2 separate regions of the Ovis aries genome follow, and region 2 is linked to region 1. A link is a contact called in public Hi-C data. All regions are on one chromosome and are shown on one strand. Each heading gives the region's core, a stretch centred on a gene start, on an enhancer-like site or on the middle of the called end of the contact. The rest is flanking DNA. Distances are from core to core; before and after follow the strand shown.

Region 1 (3,735 bases), core at 462-2,961:
TTTAAAGAGTTGTTACAAATTCCCTTTTTGGAATTCAGAAACCCTAGCAAGTTGTAGGCAGAAGATAAATGGGAATGATTTAATTTATAGTTAGGGGAAAGACAAAGTGAAAACCATAGGAAACTGTTTTCAGCGTGTGGACCAGTCTGCAGATAACACAGAGCTAAGTGCAAGCCACATCAGATGGATTAACAGGCAGAGAAAAAGCAACAGCAAAAGGAATCGGATGGGAGGGGGTGGCATGAAGCAGACCTGTGTCACCAGAGGACACATGGTGAAGGCCATCGGGTGTGAGTTCAAATTTAATTCTTGAATCTCACCTGTTAATTGTGTCAGAGAAAGAAGATGTCCTGGACTATGGACCCCACAGCCTCTGAGAGGAGGCCAGGTCAACAACACTCCTGTTAGATGACTTGGTTGGAGGGTTCGACATACTTCCTGGAAACTCCCAGGTGTGCAGGGCTTCACTGTGAAGTGGTAGCTATAAACCGCCCCCACCTGCCTCAAACTATAACCAGCAGGATCAACAACTTCCTCTTCATTTTTGCTTTTCTTTCTTTCTTTCTTTTTTTTTACTGTGAACAACATGGAGTTTTTTGTTTTGTTTTGCTTTTTGTAAGGCTGAAGTTTACTTGTAAAAGAATGGACAACTAATAAGAGTATAAATTAAGGTACAAAAGTATTCATCTAGAATGAGAAAATAAATCACAATTGACAATTTTTTTTTAATTTTTTGAAGCTGCCAAATATCACTAACATTGCAAAATTCAGAAAAATAAAATATTTGTATTAGCTTACTGCCTGACTTACCACTCTGTTTTATCTACGTTTGATTGTGTCACCTTTGCTTCTACATACGACAATTTTTTGTTATTTTTTTCTGATTGTGGTAAAACTCACATAATATAAAACATTATTTTAATCATATTTAACTGTACATTTCAGTGGCATCAAGTACATTCACATTGCTGTGCATACATGCTCAGTCTTGTCCAACTCTCTGAGATCCCACCAGGCTCCTCTGTCCATGGGATTTCCCAGGCAAGAATACTGGAGTGGGTTGCCATTTCCTTCTCCAGGAGATCTTCCTGGCCAGGGATTGAACCCTTGTCTCCTGCATTGGCAGGCGGATTCTTTACCGCTGAGACACCAGAGAAGCCTTGTTGTGCATATGTGTTTGCAAATACAAGCATTAATAACAATCACCTGCCTTTGCTGTGTACCTGTGGGGCCAGGACTTTTCATCTCACTGGATCACTCGGGCAGCCCTCCGAAGGGGTCCTATTATTGTTGCCTACAGAGGAGGGCACTAGGGTAGAGAGCCAATATTCAAACATGGATGCCAGAGGCTGCATTCTCAGCTTCTTCCCCAAGGCTTTCTTCTGAAAGAAATTCTAGCTATTTTCCCCCAGTGCATGTGAGTCTGCTTTTTCACCAGTACACAACTGACACTTTAAAAAAAAAAAAAAAAGACATTTTATTATTTTATTTTTTTGTCTGTGCCACATAGCATGTGGGATCTTAGTTCCCCAACCAGGGATGGAACCCACACCCCCTGCTGTGGAAGTCCAGAGTCTTCACTACTGGACCACCAGGGCAGTCCCCACAATTGACAGTTTCTTGAGGCAGGGGGTAAATTAGGGAGAACTTAGCAACGCACTGGGATATTTTTGTACCAAGTAGAAACTAAAGTCCCAGCAATTCGCTGCTGGTTATCAAAACAGAGATGAACAGTCTGAGTCATGCAGTCATTTATTTCCATTTTGGCTTCAGCATGCATTGCTAAGTAATTTCAAAAGCGGGCCAGAGGCGTGGGAATGGCTTGAGTGATGTCATGATTAGGCAACACAATTCCCACCCTGGGAGGCTGAGGCCTGGATTCCAACCATTGGGCTTACCTCTTGCCACCCCTCCCCCCAGACACACCCATCCATCCAAGTTCAGATTAAGCAAGTTGCTCCCCGTTTTGTGGTTTTTATCTCCTAGTTGTGCAGCTGCCTGACATACTCTCTTTCAGGCCGAGTTGCCAATTTTCCACTCCTAACTCCAGAATTAAGACAAAGAATTAAAGAGTGAGTTGCCATTCCCTTCTCCAGGGGATCTTCCTGACCCAGGGATCGAACCAGGGTCTCCCATATTGCAGGCAGACGCTTTACTGCCTGAGCTACCAGGGAATCTACTTAACAGGTTTGCGGGGAGGATTAATGAGAGAAGGGGCGTGCCTCAGAGACCCTGCCCACAGGAAGCAGTAGAAGAGGTAGTTCTTGGTGGGGACGTTGGTCCCAATTACCTGCGTCAGAAATCCGTTACTACCAGTTTACTTGCCCGGGTGAATGGAGGAAGTGATTTGACCTTTCAGTGCCTGCATGCCTTTATCCAAAATGGAGTGGAAATGATAGTAATAGTAACTCTTCCTAAGGCTGTTGTAGGTATACAATGTGTGAAGCATCTAGAATCATCCTGAGCACATAGTATGTCCTTTATAAGTGTTTTCTACCTTTCTTTTAATAAGTGTCCAATAGATGGTTTGTAAGGATGTATTATTAGGGCAGATGGATTCCTTTTATGTAATTCTGCATGTTGTCTTTAACCCTACAGGTTAGCATTTTAACCTACAGATGGCTTCAGATAGGCATGGTCATCTTTGCTGGTATGTAGAATCAGTATATGGCTACTGGGTCTGAGTTCAGGGGGGAAAAAGATAAATAATATTTGGTGGTGGTTTACTCATTAAGTCATGTCCAACTCTTGCAAATGTAGCCCACCAGGTTCACCTGTTCGTGGAATCTAGCAGGCAGTACTGGAGTGGGTTGCCATTTCCTTCTCAAGACAGAAGGCAGAAAAAAAACATGAACTTTTAGCGTCAGATCAGTCTTCAGATCCTGTCCTTGTCCTTTTCCTGCTTTGTGATTTGGAGTCAATGATTTCTCAGCATTTATTCTCATCTACAGTACATTACAGTACAGAATTTAGCAACTGAACAACAATAGTACATGTACCTTCAGGGTTATCATGAGGCTTGATTGAGCCTATACACGTGAAGTATCTGGCACATGGTAGTTCCTCAGTAAAGCACTCCTGCCTTGGAAAGGACCTCAGACTGAAGATCTATCTCCCCCTGCTCAGTGATGCCTAACCTCACTTTTAACAGGAGGCAAGGTCTTTCACTCCATGTGAGACCATTAAAGAGGCAGACACCCCTTGCTGACAAGAATTCCCACTAAAGTGTGAACATCCGATGCAAGATCCTTTCCTGCTGTCAGATTTGACTGTAGCAGGAACAAAAGGACACTGATCTCAGGAAAGGGACGCAGGATCGAGTTTACGTCACGACTCAGTGCTTTCCTGCTCAGTGTTACTTGCTCTATAACACTATGATTTTTAATGTCTGCTGCTTGTGGAGTTGGCAAACTTTAAATCATCTATCTATTCTTTCTAAGTGTATGTCCCATGCAATATTTATAGCATACTAAGCTGGGAGGGATTGGGGGCAGGAGGAGACGGGGATGACAGAGGATGAGATGGCTGGAGGGCATCACCGACTCGATGGACATAAGTTTGAGTGAACTCCAGGAGTTGGTGATGGACAGGGAGGCCTGGCGTGCTGCGACTCATGGGGTCGCAAAGAGTCAGACATGACTGAGCGACTGAACTGAACTGAACTGAAAAAGTTTTTTTTTTAATTTGAAATTTCAGTTTAACAGGGTATCTTGTATTTTACCTGGCAACCCTAGT
Region 2 (3,735 bases), core at 703-3,202, 53 kb after region 1:
AGAGCTGAGTAGTTGTACTCACTATTAGCAGGGAGTAATTTCATCTTTGGAATACTAATAAATCTGAGGTTAACGGAAAGCATCCTAAACAAGGTGGCCTGCACACAGCTGGAGAGATGGGAACGTCACTCAGGTGAAAAGCTCAGGGCTATAGAGAAGAGACCCCAGCAGTTGTTGAAGTGAGCTCCAACAGCAAAGAGCAGAAGACTGAGGACAGAACCTTAATGAGATCCTGCTACAAAGGTTGAAAATCGGTGACCCGCGGGCTACAACCACCTTCTTCTTTGACTATTGCTTTCTTACTGAAAACGTTGTTCTTTAATATCATAGACTGTCAGAAACTGCCACCCAGAGTTACATCAGTAAGAAGAGAATATTCCATTCTTACCTAAGATTTTAGGACACAGAGAGGTAGCCTCGATTGATTCTCAAGCCAGGTGCAGAGCTGTGGAAAAGGGGTTTCTGGAGACAATACTCCACATCTATCTTAACTTTGTAGTTAAAAGGAAACAAGACTTTTTGGGTACACTTGTAGTCCAGATCTGGTATCACACAGCAGTGCTTTGTTGGAACCAATCAAAATACAGATTCATTTAAATTTACCTAAACACCACAATTTCCCCAAAGCTCTGTAACAACTCCATCCTTTTCTGTGTTTGGTGCGATGTCCCAAGATGCCTAAGGTGTGAACTCTTCCCCCTTTGCTGTGGATCAATAAACCTGAATCTTAGACTGGATTCATTTCTGCAGACATTAGCATGATCAGGGGAGGACAGAGAACAACTGGAGGCTCTCATAGTACACTCCTTTAGGATTGATCGGTTTGATCTCCTTGCTGTCCAGCAGACTCTCAAGAGTCCTCTCCAGTCAATCCTAAAGGAAATCAACCCTGAATATTCACTGGAAGGACTAAAGCTGAAACTCTAATATTTTGGCCACTTGATCCGACGAGCTGACTCATTGGGAAAGACCCTGATGCTGGGAAAGATTGAGGGCAGGAGAAGGTAGCGGCAGAGGATGAGATGGTTGGACAGCATTACTGATTCATTGGACATCACTTTGAGCAAACTCCAGGAGATATTGAAGGACAGGGAAGGCTGGGGTGCTTCAGACTGTGGGGCTGCAGAGTCCCACACGACTTAGCGACTAAACAATAGTACACGCCTCTTTTTTTTTTTTTTAAATTTTTGGCCACGCTGCAGCAGCATGTTGGGTGGGATCTTAGTTTCTCCACGTGGGATGGAACCCCTGCCCCCTGCATTGCAAGACGGATTCTTAACTACTGGAGCACTAGGTAAGTCCTACACTCTTCCATTTTACGAACAAAAATCGGGGACTAGGATTAGCGGTCCTAGTCGTCTTTGCAGTTTTTCTGTCTTCACACTCCAGATGTGGAGACTGATGAGTTCCATAGGATTATTACGGAGTCATTGGGACCGCCAGTTCTCCGGGGGTCTTCTCCCACCTTACCCTACTGTTGCACTTTTCTTCAGCACCTTCTAGTCCTCAGACGAAACTTCCTTTTTCTTATTCCTGTCCCCCAACCCCCTCTCTTAGGAATGAGCAACCACTTGAACCATAAGCCACGTCCCGCCCTTCATTCAAATCTTCCTTTTTCTGGCAAAGCGCTCTAAAAAGGTGGGCTAGAAATCAATGTATCTCCAGACAAAACAGAAAGCGAACACGTCCTAACAGGAATATAGTTTTTCACTTAAACTACAACGTCAAGCACTTTTAACAAGGTCCCTTGTCCTCTACAGAAAAAAACGTTAGGGCATCGCTTAACTCCGCGGAATCCCCTGCGGGGTCGATAGCTCACTCTGCGCTTGCGCGTCCGGTAACTTGGCCCTGCAACCCCGGCGTGGAGCAGCGGCGCGGCCGCGGATTGGTCGCCGGGGCGCCGGTCCGCCGCGCGTGCGCAGTTCTCCGTCCGCGCCGCCCATCCCGCCGCCAGTCCGCGGCCTCAGGAGTGGTCAGGCTGCAGCCGGCGAGCCGGCGAGCCGACAGCCGGGCAGGCTGAAGGTGGGCTCGGCCTGCTGTCTCCCAGGAAGACAGGGGGGCTCGCGCTCCCGGTCTCCGGGATCCGTCAGCCCAGCAACCTGCCCCGCCAGTCAAGGGAGAAGCTGAGGAGGCCCCGCCGCCGCCATGGCTGCCATGATGGGTCGGAAGTGAGCCTGTGGGTGACCGTGCCGGCCCGGGCGCTGCCGCCCAGGTCCCGGCCGCCCCGCCGGTGAAGCGCGACGCTGCGGACCGCGGGCCCTCGGCCTTCGCCACGCTAGCCCCCTCGGCTCGGCCTACTTCCTCCAAGACTGAGCGGCGGGGAGTGGCTCCCGGCCTCCGGCCCCGGCAGCCGGGAAGATGGCGGACCCGGCCGAGTGCAACATCAAAGTGATGTGTCGCTTCAGACCGCTCAACGAGTCGGAGGTGAACCGCGGCGATAAGTACATCGCCAAGTTTCAGGGAGAAGACACGGTCATGATCGCGGTGAGTGCCCCTGCCCCCACCCAGGCTCCCTCCTTCGGGCCCGGCCGCCCCGGGAGCTGAGAGAAGTGGGGAGTGAGCGGAGAGCGAGCTTTGGGGCGCCCCAGCCTCCCCAGTGGGGTCCGACGGCCCAGGGGAGGGGCTCGGCGCCTCGTCGGGTGCTCCGGGGTCTCCCCACCCCGGTCTGCAGCGCCGGGGACGGGAGGCACCCGCCCTGGGTCCCGGGCACTCCCCTACCTGGGGCGCGGGTGGAGCTGTCGGGGAACCAGTTGAGTGCTCGTTCGCCGGCTTTCTGTGCGCCTGCAGGTTCTGATGTAGATGTAGTCGGTGTGTCGGACCCCCTTCCCCTCAGATTTATCATTCATAAATCAGAGTTCGGCCGAGAACGTTGGGATCTGCCTTACCGAACTTTAAATAGTAATGATATTTAGTCTTAAAAGAAATCTTTAAGGTGCGTTAGGCCGTCTTGTTTCCTCCGTGGAGAAGGAAAACCATAACTAACAGTCGCAGTTATGCTGGTACCTTCAGTGTTCACCCAACCCGCTTTTTGAGTTTACAGTCACAAATGGCTAATCCAGGACTTGTAGAAAGGAGTTTTCTTTAGAAATCGAAGCGCTCGATTTTGTCTCATCCACCAACGGATCTCGCCGATCAACGCTGGGTTAAATAAGTAACCAAGAGACTAACTGGGTTTTATGGGGTAGCACTCCGGGAAAGAGTGTTAACTTTTCGTGTGTATATCAAAATATTATAAAAGCAAACTTAAAAAATATATATATATAAAAATTTAATCAGTAAACTAGATTTCTTGTTAGTATCAGATTCCTACTTCTACAATTAGGATCTGCCTTGAAGAAAAATGACTTCGATAATCACAAAGATGGTGAGATAATGTCTTTTGTAACGTGAAACATAACGTGAAAGGTCTTGAAAATAATTCCCAATTCAAGGAGATTAAAATGGAGAGTAAGATAACTGCCTACAGAACAGTGAACTCTGACAAAAAATTAAATTCCTCTTTCTTGCTGATGCCATCTTTCTACATTGCTATCACGCCTCCCAATTTTAGTGTTAACTTTTTCACCTTACCATTTAGCATAAGTTTAAATATCTTAATGTAGAAATGGGACAGAAGTATCACAGGAGATGGAACATTGAAGGTTAGAAGCATTGACATGTAAGACAGAACTCAAGTTCCTTGAATTTTTATGTGAAAGTTTCCAAGTTCTGCTCTAGAAGATTAATGTCATAGCT

What was found. A called contact is a pair of places that touch in the nucleus more often than the background predicts.
Region 2: a Hi-C map of tail adipose tissue shows a contact between it and region 1, with 2.4 times the contacts expected there. The contact joins the promoter of KIF5B here to the enhancer-like site in region 1. A contact is called at or near these places in 3 of 16 Hi-C or Micro-C datasets (omental adipose tissue and tail adipose tissue).

The regions. Positions count from the first base shown.
Region 1 is chr13:32,640,725-32,644,459 of ARS-UI_Ramb_v3.0, forward strand. No RefSeq gene overlaps it. Among named protein-coding and RNA genes, the nearest start is that of KIF5B, 53 kb to the right of the region's middle. Within about 2 kb of position 1,712, at least 12 of the 54 cell types and tissues checked have an H3K27ac peak or open chromatin away from gene starts, as enhancers often do. A contact at or near this core is called in tail adipose tissue, where this site is marked.
Region 2 is chr13:32,693,426-32,697,160 of ARS-UI_Ramb_v3.0, forward strand. It overlaps KIF5B (kinesin family member 5B), which reads left to right and starts at 1,953. Exons shown (of 26, transcript XM_015099604.3): 1 at 1,953-2,484. The coding sequence starts at 2,359. It overlaps LOC132657622 (a long non-coding RNA gene), which reads left to right and starts at 2,510. Exons shown (of 2, transcript XR_009596046.1): 1 at 2,510-3,735.